5 separate regions of the Mus musculus genome follow, and all the other regions are linked to region 2. The links are chromatin contacts, called in public Micro-C and promoter capture Hi-C maps. All regions are on one chromosome and are shown on one strand. Each heading gives the region's core, a stretch centred on a gene start, on an enhancer-like site or on the middle of the called end of the contact. The rest is flanking DNA. Distances are from core to core; before and after follow the strand shown.

Region 1 (2,885 bases), core at 140-2,639, 420 kb before region 2:
AGGCCCTCATTTCTAATCTCAGACCCAGGCCAGGGCAGGCCCTCAACATAACCTGCGACTGACCGAAAGGCTGATGCTAATACCGTAAGTATACAGCTTTTGACTCTATCCCAGCATGCTTCCCGGCACAGGGTGGAAGTGCCCCAGAGGGAACATGCATCCGAGAACACCCATCAAGCCCATCCTAACTGCTGCAGAACGCACACTCCTGGGGCCTGGTTTGGCTTCTGCAATTGTCGCACACAACCTCCTGACAAGATAATACCAAACTGGTTACTAAAACAGATCCTGAAGCAGAGAATGGAGAACAGCTACCGCACTGACTGTTATTTCCAATATCCAGCCCCCACCCAGGCTCATGCAAGCAACACTGGGAATTCAGGGACCACAAAAAACAAAAGCAAAACAATCCCCACAACATGGAAACAGGAGGGTGTCTTACTGGGAGGAGGAGGGGCTTCCAGGCAGCACTGAGAGGTCAAAGTGACCAACATATGTAATACATCCGTGTGAAGTTGTTGATAAATGAAAAACAAAAACCCCACATGTAAGTAGAATTCGGGGACTAGCAAGTTCCTCTCACTGGCCAGTCTCGACTCCTCTCTAAATGGCATCTGAGTTGAGGGGCTGGCGTGTTACTTGATAGTGTGGGAAAATACTGATTCTCAGATAGTCAGCTGAGAGACTGAAGGAAGGAAGGGCAGATAGACCGGGCAGTGGGGGCTGAGAGGCAAGCACTTCCTGGAACCCAGGCGCAGCCATGGCTGAGAGCACACACGCTTGTCTCTGGCTCACCTAAGATGCTGTGTGTAAGCACCTCAGAGTGGTGAGTGCACAGCAGATTTTATTAACCGGGTCTAACTACAAAGGAGAAAGAAAAATTTTGTGGAGCAAAGAACAATCAGAATAGATAGATCACCAGAGGCTGTCTTTGAATGGAAAACAATACTTCATTCTTTGTATCTTGCTTTGTTTTGTTTGAGACAGGTACTTACATATTACATAGCCTAGGCTAGCCTCCAACTCCCTATGAAGCTGAGGATGACCTTGAACTAATAATCCCAGCAGACAAGCGCTGGGAGTCTGCACAAGCACACCTGGTTTACTGAATAACTACAGGGGCAAAATACCCAGGCTGCAGCTGCAGTCACAGAGAGGAACAGAGGTGTGGGTGTGGGCGGTGGTGATATGGCTTCAGAGAAGCAGCAGTTTCGGAGAGGCTCCCAGAGTGGACTCCAGGGCTTCAGCACTGTGCTGCTAACAGTCCTCCTGCTTGTACAGCTGCTCAAAACACCTAACCCTTAAAAATACCAAAGTGACCTCTGTCACTGCTGATGACCTCAAGCCATTTACAAGAACAAGCCACTTACATAATTATGTTAACAATGACTTTTGGTCCCTAAGGACTGATGTGGTTTTAGCACTGAGAATAACAGCTTTGAGAGGCTGAACTGGCTGGGGGTGGGAGCGTGGATATGAATGAATGGCTTCACACTGGTGAAGTGACCCTGGCCCACACTGCATTTAGAAGCAGCATTCTGAGTTCAGTGTGGCAGGCCAGAGCGTCGGGCTGCCGCTCACCTTACACAGATTACACGGGTAACTAGGATGACACACTCGCAGTTAGACTTGCAAGTGTCCCTGGCTTTGACCCTAATTTTTACAGCCCTTGATAAAGACATCACTTACATTTTCTGTTAAATGTCATGAATTCCACCTTGGGCAGAAATCAATAGGGAGAAAATGAATCAGACTTACAGTAATTGATGTCAATCAAACATATTGGAACCAGTGTCTACTAAAATGCTGAGAACCACAAAACTGTTCCCGTAAGAGAACTGGCTAAAAAAATCGACTTTCACTTCTGTTTTGTTTACCTTCTGCTTTCTATCAGGCCAGTAAGAACTTCACCCGGCTCTTGGCTGCCTGCCGGGGGACAGTGGGACAGTTGACTAACAAGGAATTGGCAGGCATCTGCAAGAGCAATATCTACAATTTTCCTGGCAGGAACCAGTCTGCCCACTGTGTTTCCTCCTTCCAAGGTCCCAAGGGAGAGGCCACATGAAACACCAGTGACATCCCTGATCTGAAGTGACAGTGCTCTCCTTCCGCAATGGATGGATGCTCCCTGCATACTTAGCAGTGTGAACGAGCAGAAAACAGCTCACTAAAACACAACAATGTTGGTCAAGATTTTCCCAAGTCCCTGGAAAGCTGTGTGAGGCTCTGCTAACCAGAACCAAGAAAAAGGCATATGAGATACTCACTGGCCACCTTCTTCTAGAGGCCACATGCTTTCCTACCTGATGTGAGAGACCAAGGATGAAGGAGGCACAGAGATGAAGGCATGATAGCACTGGAAGGAATGGATTTGTGAAACCACAAAAATGAAGTCACAGGCTGGAGAGATGGCTCAGGGGTTAAGAGCACTGACTGCTACTCCAGAGGTCCTGAGTTCAATTCCCATCAACCACATGGTGGCTCACAGCCATCTGTAATGGGATCTGTTATCCTCTTCTGGTGTGTCTGAAGACAGCTACAGTGTACTCATATAAATAAAACAAGTAAGTCTTTAAAATAAAGTCCCAAGCTGGGACCGAGAGGCTATTCTATTCCAAGCAAGCAGGCAGGCATGAGGCTCCACACAGGCAGGCGTTCCTTCAGGCCATCCAGACGCAGCCTGGCACTGTGCCCACACCAGGAAGAGACTCTTCAGATCTCAGCTGTCAGCCTACATGGAGAAGTGCAGGTGACCTTTCACGTCTAGGCAGAACACAGGACTGTATGTCAGGCATGTATACACTCTAAGAATCCCAACATTACAAGGAGACAGAAGTATGTCAAGTTCATGAGCTACCCAGGAGGACCCTGTGTCAAAACCAAAC
Region 2 (2,824 bases), core at 36-2,535:
ATTTTAGAAACGAGGAAACTGGGGAAGTTCTCGACTCAGGATTCAAGGCCAGGTGCAGAATATCCTGTCTAGCAATATCCTGTCTGACTTCTACAGTGTGGGTTGAGCCCGGATAGGGAACACCTCTTCACTCCTAGCCTCGAACAGCAAGGTACAGAATGGAGAACAACCAACATCTACTTTGTCCACTGCTTGGCAGCCTTAGGAGTAAGTGTTGAGTCCCCCCAGGGTCTAAGGCCAAACAGCCCAGACTCAGAGCTCAGCTATGCACACTCACTCACCAGTGTGGGTGCGGACGTGGCCCTGAAGCAGCCAGGGCCTAGAGAAGGCCTTTCCACAGGTCGTGCAGACACAAGGCAGCGTGTGGCTTCGGATGTGCATCTTCAGAGCGCCCAGGCTGAGGTACTCCTTGTTACAATATTTGCAGTTGAAGATCTTCCGCGACTGGGGGTCCTTGGCCACCGAGAGCCTGGCCAGCTGCTTGGGAAGTTGGCCCAAGCCAGGGAAGGCGATGAAGGCCTCGGCCTCCAGGGAGGAGGCCGAGGTGGACGAGAAGGACGACGGCGCCGGCGAGGGCGGGCTGGGCGGCTGGGAGCTTTTGCCACTGTCCTCATCGGACAGCGAGGTCAGCTCTACGGCCTTGGGGCTCTCCCGCAGCGGGAGGGTGGCCCAGGCAACCGGCCGCACTTGGGGTACCAGGAGAGAGTCCCAGATGAGGGTGGGCAGCGAAGCGGCGGGGTTGAGGACCTCGGGCGGAGGGATGGCGGCCAGCAGGTGGGCCTGGTCGTAGGGCTGCTGGAAGGTGAACTCTGCGGGAAGAGAAGAGACAGCAGGGAGTCAGCTGAGCGGATTCTCGGGGCGCCAGGTGGGGGGGCTTCCCGCCCGCCCCTCCCCTCCCCCGCCCGGACTCCGCAAAGCTACCCCCGCCTTCGAGTCTTCAACTCCCGGAGCCTCCCCGTCCCGGGTCAAAGACACCCTCGGTGGATCCCAACTGCCAAGACCCGGAGCTCCAGATCCACCTGTCGCGCCCGCAGAGCCCGATTCTCACCTCCCCCCAGCACCCTTGGGATCCCCCCCAGCCGCCCGCGTCCCGCACCCCACCACGCACCCACACACGCGTCCTGCAGCTCGCTATAGTTGGGCTTCCGGCGGGGGTCGGACGGCTTCCTGACCAGGAAGGAGCGCGGCATGTTGGCCAGAGCGACCTAGGTAGTCGGGGTCACCGGGTCGCGCAAGGTCGGTAGTCAACTCCGCTCGCGAGGCCCGGCCGCACACTACGATCCCCTAGCAGCAGCAAATTCCTTTAAGTACCAGGGCTGGGGGCGTGACCGTACTGTTGGTCACGCCCCTTTGTCAAGGCTGAGCCAATGGCTGGCGGCGGCGCGGCCGGAGACTGAGACCGGAGCAGGTGCGCCTGGGCTGCTGGGGCTCCCGCCGCGTGGCGCTGAGATTCCGCTTGGGCTCCTCCCGGACCGGACCGCGCGGCTTCCGAGCTCCTCGGGCGACCCCTGGTGGCCGCGCCTGCCCCACGACGAGCGCGGTGCCCCGCAACATCCCCGAGCTGCTGACCTTTGGGCGCTGGGGAGCCAGAAAGTGCGATGATATGCACGCGCTTAGGGGTTCCTGGAACTGTCTACACAGCCCTGAACAAAACACTACCCAGGGATGCCCTACGCAAGGATGGCTTCCCGGCCGTGGGAGAGAGAGACAGACAGAATAAACAGAGGATTCGAATACTAAAGGGAGGTGTGATTTGATGAAAGGAGGTGGGGAGAGACAGCTGTGACTGTCAATGAACGGTCACCTGACAGGGGAGGGTGTCTATGACTTCCTAGAGGAAGTGAAGAAGCACCGAGGGGAAAGGCCCGGGGTAAGAATCAGTAACTTCTGCCTGTCCAACCTTTGAGAGCAGGTTCCAGGATGAGGTTGGTGTTGGGCAGACCCTGAGGGGTCCGATTTCCTGGCCTCGGGTCTTTGGAGGAGTTTGGACTTTGCCTTACAGGCACTGGGGAGTCACGGAAGGACTTTCAGCTGAGGACGGACGTGTTTAGAGTTGCATTGTGAAACACCAATAAGGGCAGGTGCGAGGCAGAGGTAGCAAGGACCAGGGCTAAGGCTCCCGACTTCCTGAAAATCGTGTTGGAACGTTCACAGGGAGGAAGGGTGGCCTCGGAAACCAAACCCACACCCCCATAGTATGGGGTTATAAACACCTATAAAGCAGAGGGTCTACGGAAACCTCTGGGGCACCAGCTAGCATCGAGTCTCTAGGCACTGGAGGTAACAACAGGGAATAGAATCAGACTCCCAGCACTGGGGGTGGGGGGTGGGGGAGTGGGAGGATGGTCAGACAACAGGCAACCATCGTGGAGAACACTGCCCTCTGGGTAGATTTAGTTCATCCATGAGTCTCCCTGAGTCCAGAGGGAGAGCACACAGCGCCCCACCACCACCCTCGTCCCAACGGACAAGTCAGCTGACTAGGTTTTGACTTTTCTCCATCCCCTATGATCAGAGAACAGGCTTTCCTACCACGGGGCCTTGCTTGGTACCTGCCTTCCTCCAGTCCTGTTTTCTCTTCCAGATCCACACCTGGCTAGGCTTCCTTTCATCCCTTTCATCCTTTGTTTCAGCAGCCCCCCACTCCACCCCCTCAGCCTCCCCCAAGCCTGCTTAGTAAGAAGGAAAGAGAAAGGCAAATGAAGCCCACAAGGGGAGGCCTGTTCACAACCTCACACCTGCCAGAGGCCTGAAAGTAAAACTTGGTCAAATGATGGATGCTGGCTGGCATGCCGCTTAGGAAAGGTGTGACTTAGCCCCTAAC
Region 3 (2,734 bases), core at 230-2,729, 480 kb after region 2:
TTTTATGCACGAGTACACCACCATTGTTCTCTTCAGAGACACCATAAGAGGGCACCAGACCCCATTATAGATGGTTGTGAGCCACCATGTGGTTGCTAGAAATTTAACTCAGGACCCCTCGAAAGAGCCATCAGTGCTCTTAACTGCTAAGCCATTTCTCGGGCCTACTTGATTTAGGGCATATTCACATTTTTATCTGAGTGGGTCAGGGTGGATATCAGAATACAGTAATGGAGGATAGCCATTGTCACATCTTGAAAAGCACTAGCCTGCAAATACTTTAGCAGACATGTTTCATTGCCTTTCTAAATACCACGCATATACAAAAGAAATCTCAACCCGGCTCAGACACTGCACCCACAAACTGCTGAATGCTCCCATATCAACAGCCAAGAAAATGTGTTACAGACTAATCTCAATGGGACCATTTTCTTAATCAGTCCTTTTCTCAGGCAGTTCTACCAGGACACTTTAAATAACAACAGGGCTCTGCATCTCCTGTGTCAGTATGTACAGATACACAATTAAAAGACTTTAGTATACTTTGATAATAAGGCTCAATCCTCGGGGCTTTTAAAACAACGAACCTCAGCAGTAACTCTTGCATCAAATTCCCTATCACTGCCCACTTAAAGGCTCTTCAAAGCACGTGATTGCCACTTTAGGCCACTAGACGAATGCATACCTTAAGACTTTCAGATGGTAGGTGAGTTCTCATCTCCCTCGATGCCCTTCTCTCCCTCCAACCTCCATGCTGTCCTGCTTGGTCAGGTCAACCTACAAAACAAAAGCGTCCATCACCACCTATATCCTCGACCAGGAACAAAGAAGACCAGGGTCCTCGAAGGCTGGTGTTTATCAGGACAAACTGGCAAATGTTTTAAAACATCAGCACTGTCGATATGACGGGGAAAAAAGTGAGTTCATCATTTACACCAGCAAAAAGCTTCCCAGGCCAAAGCAGAAGGCGTCTTTTCCACTTGAATCACGTCTTCGAAGGTCAACCTGGGGATCGCGCTCCATAAGCAACACTTGGAGACTAGGAGCGGTTACAGCGACTAAACTTGATAAGAGGTTAACAAAAAAAAAACTTGTGCTGTGTGGACTCAACTCACCATCTGCAAGTTAACCCCGGAGGGACGAGACATATCGGGAACAAAGCAAACGCTCTAGGAGCCGCCGGAACGAAAGGACGAGAGCGGCGGCGAACCTTCCTTATATAGACCTTGGCGGCGCGTGCGCCTGCGCACTGTGCCCATGGCGCGTCGCTTCCGGGCGCGACCGCTTGGCGTCCTGGGAAATGTAGTCCCCGAGCCGCCCGGCCCCAGCTAGCTAATGGTTGTCCAGCCAGTGTCTAGCCCCTCCCCGTGCTCACTGGGCCTCCGGGGCTTCTCGGCTTCCGCGCCATGTCGCGCTTGGCACGCACGAGCCGCCCGCCGCGTCCCCCTGGCTCCGGGGCCAGCCGAGACCTGCGGCCGCCCGGGGCGCAGTCAACCCGCCCCCCGCCGCGCCCTCCCCTCCGCCGCGCCCGCGGGGAGCCGCCAGTCCAGCCGCCGCCGCTACCGCGGGCGCTGAGGCGACGCCGCCCTTCCGCCCGCCCCGAGGGCGGGGGCGCAGGCGAGCCCGGCCTCTCGCTGGAGCCCGCGGCACCGCCTCCTCGTCCTGCGCGGCCTCCTCTTCCTCCGGGCCGCCCACTAGGCTACTCGCCCCGCCCAGGGGCTGCAGGGACTGGAAACCGAAAGTTCGCGGTGCCGGGCGGGGCCGCGACCTGCCAGGGCCGGGGCTGAGCTCTAGCCCTGCGGAGGACGCGCCCGAGCCGGTGAGTGGCCTCCGCCCTATCACGCACCTGCTTCTGCGGCGCTGCGACCGCCGGCGTCCCGCTCTGCCTCCGGCCGGGTGTCAGGTTAGCCTTGGAGTCCCTATCTGCCCCACTCAGCGCCCCCACCACCCCCGGAGTCCCTGTCCCCTTCCCTCAGTTCTCCTATAGTCCCCAGAGTCCATGTCCCCTTCCCTTAGTTTTCCTATAGCCTCCAGAGTCCCTGTCCCTTTCCCTCAGTTTCCCTATACCCCCGGAGTCCCTGTCCCCTTCCCTCAATTATCCTGTAGCCTCCGGAGTCCCTGTCCTCTTCCCTCAATTATCCTGTAGCCTCCGGAGTCCCTGTTCTCTTTCTCTCAGCCCCCCCTATAGTCCCCGAAGTCCCTGTCTGCTTCTTCAGTTTCCCTATAGCCCCCAGAGTCCCTGCCCCTTTCTCTTAGTTTCCCTATAGCCCCCAGAGTCCCTCAGTTCCCCTATCATCTCCGGAGTATTTGGAATCTCCCATCACCCCTAGGATCTTTTTCCACTCCTTACCACCCCCAGAGTCCTGTCCTCCCACCTCCACCGTCACCCTCCATCGTTCCCTGAGTTAAGTCTACCTGGTTATCAGCAGCCCCATTTCCCAGTCCCTGTTTCCTCTCCTCAGCAGCCCCATCACCCCTAAATCCCTGTTCCCTTCCATTAGCCTCACCATCACTCCCCAGAGTCCCTGTCTCCTCTCCTTAGCAGCCCCCATCACCTCCAGAGTCGGTGTCTCCTCCCTCAGTACCCAGCGTATCCTGAGCCGCGGGCACTGCCATTACCTGCTTCGACTCTCTTCAGTTCATCTGTCACCACCCTGATCACACCCCACCTCTAGTGCCCCTTCATCTCAGCACCCAGTCATCCCCTGTGCGTAGTTGTCCTGCCTCTGCTCCC
Region 4 (2,700 bases), core at 103-2,602, 320 kb before region 2:
GGCACAGTCCAGACAGGTGAGAGACCCTGTCTCAGTGAACAGTGTGGACGAAACCTTAGGAAGGGCACCCAGGCTGACCTTCAGCTTCCACGTGGTCATGCATACACGTGCCTCTTACCTCCCAGCTTAGTCCTTAACCTTGCCACTCCAGTGTTGGGGGCTGGAGGGTTCTCCGTGCTGGGTTATCCTGTGCATAGTAGGGTATTATGTGTGACTTGGTCTGTGCCCTTGAGTTGCCAGAACATCTCCATGGTGGAGATGTTTTCAGACAACCAAAGGTCTTTGGAGGGGGCAGGAGGATCAGCTCTGACAAAACTATGGCCATGTACGTGGTGACATCGTCATGGTACACAGTGGGACACAGGTGATACTCAAGCTGTTCAGAAAACAGAACTGTTACCTGTTCAGGGGACACTGTCTCTGCTTCCCCCTTGGGCAGTTGTCTGCAGAACTGCATACTAGTAGCTCGCTTAGTATACAGTAGGTGCTCGATTCTGAGGATGAAGAGGAGGAGGAGGGAGAAGAGAGGGCAAAGGCTTCTGGGACAGTGTGAAAGCATCGGAGAGGTGAGTGCCCCTGGGACCCTTGGGGGTCCCTGCACCCACAGAGAACACAGGTTTGGTCCCTCAGGGGGAGCTAGCTTAGCCCTCAGCCCTCCTGAATTTGATAATTAAGATGTATAAGTGTTCTGTGGCTGGAAGGCCAGAAGTGACCAGGCCTGGCCTTGCTTGGCTTTGGTGACGTGGTGGCCCTGAGACTATGGCCTTCTTAGGCCCATAAACAAGGAGTTGTGTGCCCCAAACCAGGTCAGCCAGGCGAAGGTCTGCACCATGGCCTCATGTTAAAGCCTCATTGTCAGAAGAGGGCTCTCCAGTGCTGGGCAGCAAGGCTGCAGAAGGCACCTCATTCCCAAGAGGCCACTGTCATCTCCCTCTCTCCCCACAGCCTGTACTTTATTAATCCCCTGCTGTATACAGGGCCAGCCAAAGCCTTTTCCATAATGTCCCCTTCCGCATCATGACTGGGGCTCTCTCTCTTGACCAGATGAGAGGCTTTGACACTGTCATCTCCAGGTCTGGGCAATGCTCCCAGGCTCCCAGAGGTAAGCCACCGGTCACCAGGACACAGCTAAGTAGAGTGGAGGACTGGAGTCCTCTACTCTGGCCCTGGCTCTCTTTTCCATGTCCGCCTAGCTTTCTCTGTTGTATTGCCTGTGGTCTCGGTCTGATTCTTCCTCTGTCTCCCCGCCCACCCCATTATCCACACCCTCTCTGCCTCCCTCTTCTCTCTCCATGTTCCTTCCTCTCAGCCTGTCTCTTCTGCCCCCTCCATCCCCGGTTCTCTGGATGGCCCCACCTTGCCTCTGCTGCACTCAGTCTTTGTCCTGACGCCAGCACATTATGTCCCTGGTCTGGTCAGAGCCTGACGTCAGGCAGGGCCTGGCGGGCAGCCATGGACACTGCTGCTGCTGTTGCTGCTGCCGGGCAGGCAGAAGAGCTAGGTTCCTGGTCCCCCAGCAGTGGCTGGTCCTCCACCTCAGCCTCAGCCTGCCCTGAAGAGGACAGTGCTCAGTGGCTGCCTTGCCTGTAAGTGGAGCTGCAGGCTGCTGGCTTTTTCTTTCTCTTCCTTGGACCCCCAGCTACACAAACAGCTCCTGCTGCTGCCAGGCCCAGAGAATGGATCTCACAGGGTCCAGTCCTGGCTGTGTGGCATTAGGCAAGTCACACAGCTTCTCTGAGCCTCTGTTCTGTGTAAGAAATGAGGCAGGCTAGGCAGTTCACCAAGCGGCTGGCTGGTGTCTGAAGGCCTGGCAAGCATGGGTTTAAACCATTGCCTGTCAAAGCCTTGCTTCTCCAGGAGAGGATGGCCAGCTGAGCTAGGAGAAACTGAGGTCATAGTGACAGGGCTCAGATGGCCATTGGCCATTGGCCATCTGTGCAGGCCTCAACGGTCCCAGGCAGAAGGGAGCCCTTTCCAAACTCCAAACAGGGTCCTGCTGAATGGGACATCCCAAGTCCAGCCTCTGGTCTCAGCCTGCCATAGGCTAAGTAAGTGGGGTTTTTAGAAAGGCCTTGTTTTTAAGTCACACACACACGTGTGTGTGTGTGTGTGTGTGTGTGTATGTGTGTGTGTGTGTGTGCAAGTGTGAGTACAGATTCCCCACCCCCACCCCGTAAAGAGTTACAGGCAGTAGTGAGTCTCCTGATCTGGATTCTGGGAATGGTACTTGGGACCTCTGGAAGAGCTAGAAGCACTTTTAACTGCTGAGCCATCTCTCCAGCCTCCAAATGCGTGCTTTGAAAAATGCAGCGTCTCTCGCTCACATCCCCACGTGTTTCTGAAGCAGCCGTGGCTCCGCTGAAGAGCGCTGAGGCCCCTGATGACATCATCAGGAAGCTGAAGCTGCCTGGTGGTGAGGTAGCATCAGGTTCAGACTTGGGTCTCACATAGCCAGCGGCTTTGTGTCCCAAGTCTGTCGGGGTGAGTTTTGGGGGGTGAAAAAGGAGTAGACCCTAGGAGGACAGACAGAGCCATGCTCTCCAGGGGGCCCAGGTCTCAGTGTGATGATCCGTCCTATCCTGCACACTTCCTTCCTGTGTCTAGTTCTTATTTGAAGCACGAGAGAAACAGACAAGTCCCAGAGAAACAGACAAGTCCCAGAGGATAAACTGGGCAACCCAGAAACATACTCTACAGCTT
Region 5 (2,700 bases), core at 143-2,642, 350 kb after region 2:
AAGCCGCGCGCGTTTCCGACCCGCAGGTGGCGCCGTCCCGCCTCGGTGCCACTCGCCGCGCTCCGAAGTGCGGGACAGAATCGCGGCGAGCGCGGAGCCGAAGCTCAGCCCGACTTGTTGATCTCGCGCAGGCAGCCGCGGCCGCCGCCGAGCCGAGCCGGAGCCCGAGGTGGAGGCGGAGGCGCCGCCGATCGCCCGGGCCGCGCCGTCCCTGCGCCCCGCAGAGCGCCCCGCCCGCGCCCCGCAGCCCCGGCGCCGCCCTCCCGCCCGCCCGGCCGGCCCGGGTAGGCCTAGCCCGGCCCCGGGACCGCCGCTGCCGCGGGCGGGGGCGCGGGCGGGCGGCCGGCGAGATGCGCGCGGCGCGGCCCCGGGAGGCGGCCACCCTGGGGGTGAGTGTGGCGGGGTAGGGGGGTGGCGCGGGCCCACCCCGGGGCTGGGGGCGGGGCGTGTGCCCCGCGGGCTGTAGGGCCCGGGAACCCCCCGAAATCACCGGTGCGTGGCGGGAGGAGGGCACGCTCCGAAAGGCCAGAAGATTCCGCTGGTTTCCCCGCCTCCCACCTCCCCCACCCCTTCTCTTCCGAGCCCGGGCAAAGGCGCAGAACCCGGAGTTATAAAAAGCCATCGCCGGGAGGAGCGAGGAGGAGGAGCGGGAGGAGGGGGAGGAGGAGAAAGAGAGGAGGAGGGGCAGGAGGGGAGCACCGAGCAGGCGGATCCCGAGGACTCCGCGCCCCTCCTGCGCTAGAGTGGGGAGGGGGCGCACAAGGAGGTGCAGACCCCGCTGGCTTGGCTCCTTCGACCCTCACCTGGTCTCCGGAGCGGTCTCGGGTCCTGGTGTTGTGAGGAGTGGGGTCGCCCCAGGACAGGGCAGCCTGGTGGCCTCCGACAGGTGGGCATCTGGTAGCCTCCACAGTCCTCACTCGGCCCAAAATCTTCTAAGATTTAGAAAAAGCAAGCCCAATGCCATCGTTATGCTCCCACCCAAAATCTTGACTATCTTGGGGTGGGAGGAGATGAGAACTCACTAAAGAGAGAAAGAAAGTTCTCCCTGCCTCTCCCTTGCCTCCCAATTGCGGGGGCCAGGTTGGGCTCTCCAGCCCGAGAGCAGGGAGTTTCAGCACTCGACGGGACGGACAGCGCCCCGGGCGGCCGGATTGCGCCAGGGCGGGGGTGGGGCTTCCTGGGAGCCTCCTGGGGGCCTCTCCCGCCTGGAGGGCCACCCCTCCCTTCGTCCTGGGGTGGGGCTGACTTCAGCACCGGCGGGAGGAACAGCAGCCATCCGTCCTCCCTTCCCCCCCCCCCGCCCCCCAACTCCCCTGAGCCGCTTAAGCCTTGGGAAGGTCAAGGCCGGTAGGGGACCCTGGGGGAGGGGCCTCACAGTACGGTTCGCTGACCCGTGTCCGCTTTCGCTTTCTGCCTCGCAGCCGTCGGGATGGAGGTGAGACGGTAGCCGCGACGCCCGCCCTCGCGCACCCCTGCACCACAGCGGCCTGCAGAGCTCCCCGCCCCCCGCCCCCGCGGCAGCGGGCCTTGCCGTCGAGTGACAGCGGCCTGGGGGGGCAGGGGGGGCGGGGGCGGCCAGACCAGCGATGCCGGCGGGCATGACGAAGCATGGCTCGCGCTCCACCAGCTCGCTGCCGCCCGAGCCCATGGAGATCGTGCGCAGCAAGGCGTGCTCGCGCCGGGTGCGCCTCAACGTCGGGGGCCTGGCGCACGAGGTGCTGTGGCGCACTCTGGACCGCCTGCCTCGCACGCGGCTGGGCAAGCTCCGGGACTGCAACACGCACGACTCTCTGCTCCAGGTGTGCGACGACTACAGCCTCGAGGACAACGAGTACTTCTTCGACCGCCACCCTGGCGCCTTCACCTCTATTCTCAATTTCTACCGCACCGGCCGGCTGCACATGATGGAGGAGATGTGCGCGCTGAGCTTCAGCCAGGAGCTGGACTACTGGGGCATCGATGAGATCTACCTGGAGTCCTGCTGCCAGGCCCGCTACCACCAAAAGAAGGAGCAGATGAACGAGGAGCTGAAGCGGGAGGCTGAGACGCTGCGGGAGCGGGAGGGCGAGGAGTTCGACAACACGTGCTGTGCTGAGAAGAGGAAGAAACTTTGGGACCTGCTGGAGAAGCCCAACTCATCGGTGGCCGCCAAGGTGAGTCTGGAGTCTGTTTCCCCCCATGGAGGCCTACACAGAGGCTCCTGGCTCCTCACGATGAGTATACCGGTTAAAAGGCAGGGGCTCCAAGCGAGTTCTCCAAGGACTACTACTCTTAAGAGGCACCCTTCCCATGTGATTCAGTACGGTGTACCCCTACTTTGTTGGGGGGAAATGGTTTATAAAACTCTAAAATGCTACGGCCTTGGTGAGAACAGAGTCGAGCTTTGCTGGATAGTCTTGGTGCCTCCAGGCCTGGATACATACTAGAATAGCCTGCCCTGCAGATGTAACATCTAGCCCTGAATTATAACCCCACTCTGCTCATAAGGAAGGGTATAAACACAGCCTACCGACACGCCTGGCAGAGGCTGAGGCACCCACAGGTATTTTAAGAGATGACAAAAGACAGGGAAGGCTAGTGGTAAGGACAGGTCTGCCCCAAGGCTCGGGACAGCGGGTGAGAGGACCAGGCTGGCTCCTTGTTTATGTACTTGCTGTGTGGTGCAGTTTGCACTTGGCTGTTGGAGGAAGATGTAAATTT

Evidence for each region. Promoter capture Hi-C pulls out the DNA fragments that hold promoters and counts their contacts. Hi-C and Micro-C count contacts between places; a contact is called where the count stands out from the background.
Region 1: a promoter capture Hi-C map of liver shows a contact between it and region 2, with 4 times the contacts expected there. The contact joins the enhancer-like site here to the promoter of Snai1 in region 2. A contact is called at or near these places in 3 of 39 promoter capture datasets (hippocampal neurons, liver and pre-B cells), 1 of 15 datasets of contacts at CTCF or cohesin (large pre-B cells), 1 of 115 datasets of contacts at active chromatin or transcription factors (large pre-B cells) and 1 of 9 other capture datasets (embryonic stem cells).
Region 3: a promoter capture Hi-C map of liver shows a contact between it and region 2, with 4 times the contacts expected there. The contact joins the promoter of Zfas1 here to the promoter of Snai1 in region 2. A contact is called at or near these places in 11 of 39 promoter capture datasets (the HPC-7 cell line, cranial neural crest, embryonic stem cells and 7 more), 1 of 484 Hi-C or Micro-C datasets (embryonic stem cells) and 3 of 115 datasets of contacts at active chromatin or transcription factors (embryonic stem cells, extraembryonic endoderm stem cells and memory CD8 T cells).
Region 4: a contact with region 2 is called in a promoter capture Hi-C map of neutrophils, with 3 times the contacts expected there. The contact joins the enhancer-like site here to the promoter of Snai1 in region 2. A contact is called at or near these places in 4 of 39 promoter capture datasets (the C10 cell line, cranial neural crest, frontonasal cranial neural crest and 1 more) and 1 of 115 datasets of contacts at active chromatin or transcription factors (pancreatic cancer cells).
Region 5: a Micro-C map of embryonic stem cells shows a contact between it and region 2, with 2.3 times the contacts expected there. The contact joins the promoter of Kcnb1 here to the promoter of Snai1 in region 2. A contact is called at or near these places in 4 of 39 promoter capture datasets (embryonic stem cells, liver, pre-B cells and 1 more) and 1 of 484 Hi-C or Micro-C datasets (embryonic stem cells).

The regions. Positions count from the first base shown.
Region 1 is chr2:167,958,040-167,960,924 of GRCm38.p6, reverse strand. All of the region lies in intron 1 of Ptpn1 (protein tyrosine phosphatase, non-receptor type 1), which reads right to left. Among named protein-coding and RNA genes, the nearest start is that of Ptpn1, 27 kb to the right of the region's middle. Within about 2 kb of position 1,389, at least 174 of the 459 cell types and tissues checked have an H3K27ac peak or open chromatin away from gene starts, as enhancers often do. A contact at or near this core is called in liver and pre-B cells, where this site is marked.
Region 2 is chr2:167,536,656-167,539,479 of GRCm38.p6, reverse strand. Snai1 (snail family zinc finger 1) reads right to left here and starts at 1,285. Exons shown (of 3, transcript NM_011427.3): 1 at 1,109-1,285; 2 at 282-809. The coding sequence starts at 1,190.
Region 3 is chr2:167,061,679-167,064,412 of GRCm38.p6, reverse strand. Zfas1 (zinc finger, NFX1-type containing 1, antisense RNA 1) reads right to left here and starts at 1,479. Exons shown (of 5, transcript NR_138563.1): 1 at 1,116-1,479; 2 at 686-777. It overlaps Znfx1 (zinc finger, NFX1-type containing 1), which reads left to right and starts at 1,398. Exons shown (of 14, transcript NM_001033196.2): 1 at 1,398-1,903. LOC115486178 (a small nucleolar RNA gene) reads right to left here and starts at 940; the gene lies at 848-940.
Region 4 is chr2:167,859,438-167,862,137 of GRCm38.p6, reverse strand. The region is part of intron 6 of Gm32845 (a long non-coding RNA gene); the gene reads right to left. Gm33033 (a long non-coding RNA gene) reads left to right here. Exons shown (of 2, transcript XR_003954119.1): 2 at 1-2,700. Among named protein-coding and RNA genes, the nearest start is that of Gm32928, 12 kb to the left of the region's middle. Within about 2 kb of position 1,352, at least 138 of the 459 cell types and tissues checked have an H3K27ac peak or open chromatin away from gene starts, as enhancers often do. A contact at or near this core is called in pancreatic cancer cells, where this site is marked.
Region 5 is chr2:167,187,510-167,190,209 of GRCm38.p6, reverse strand. Kcnb1 (potassium voltage gated channel, Shab-related subfamily, member 1) reads left to right here and starts at 1,392. Exons shown (of 2, transcript NM_008420.4): 1 at 1,392-2,153. The coding sequence starts at 1,587. It also overlaps a transcript of 1110018N20Rik not described here.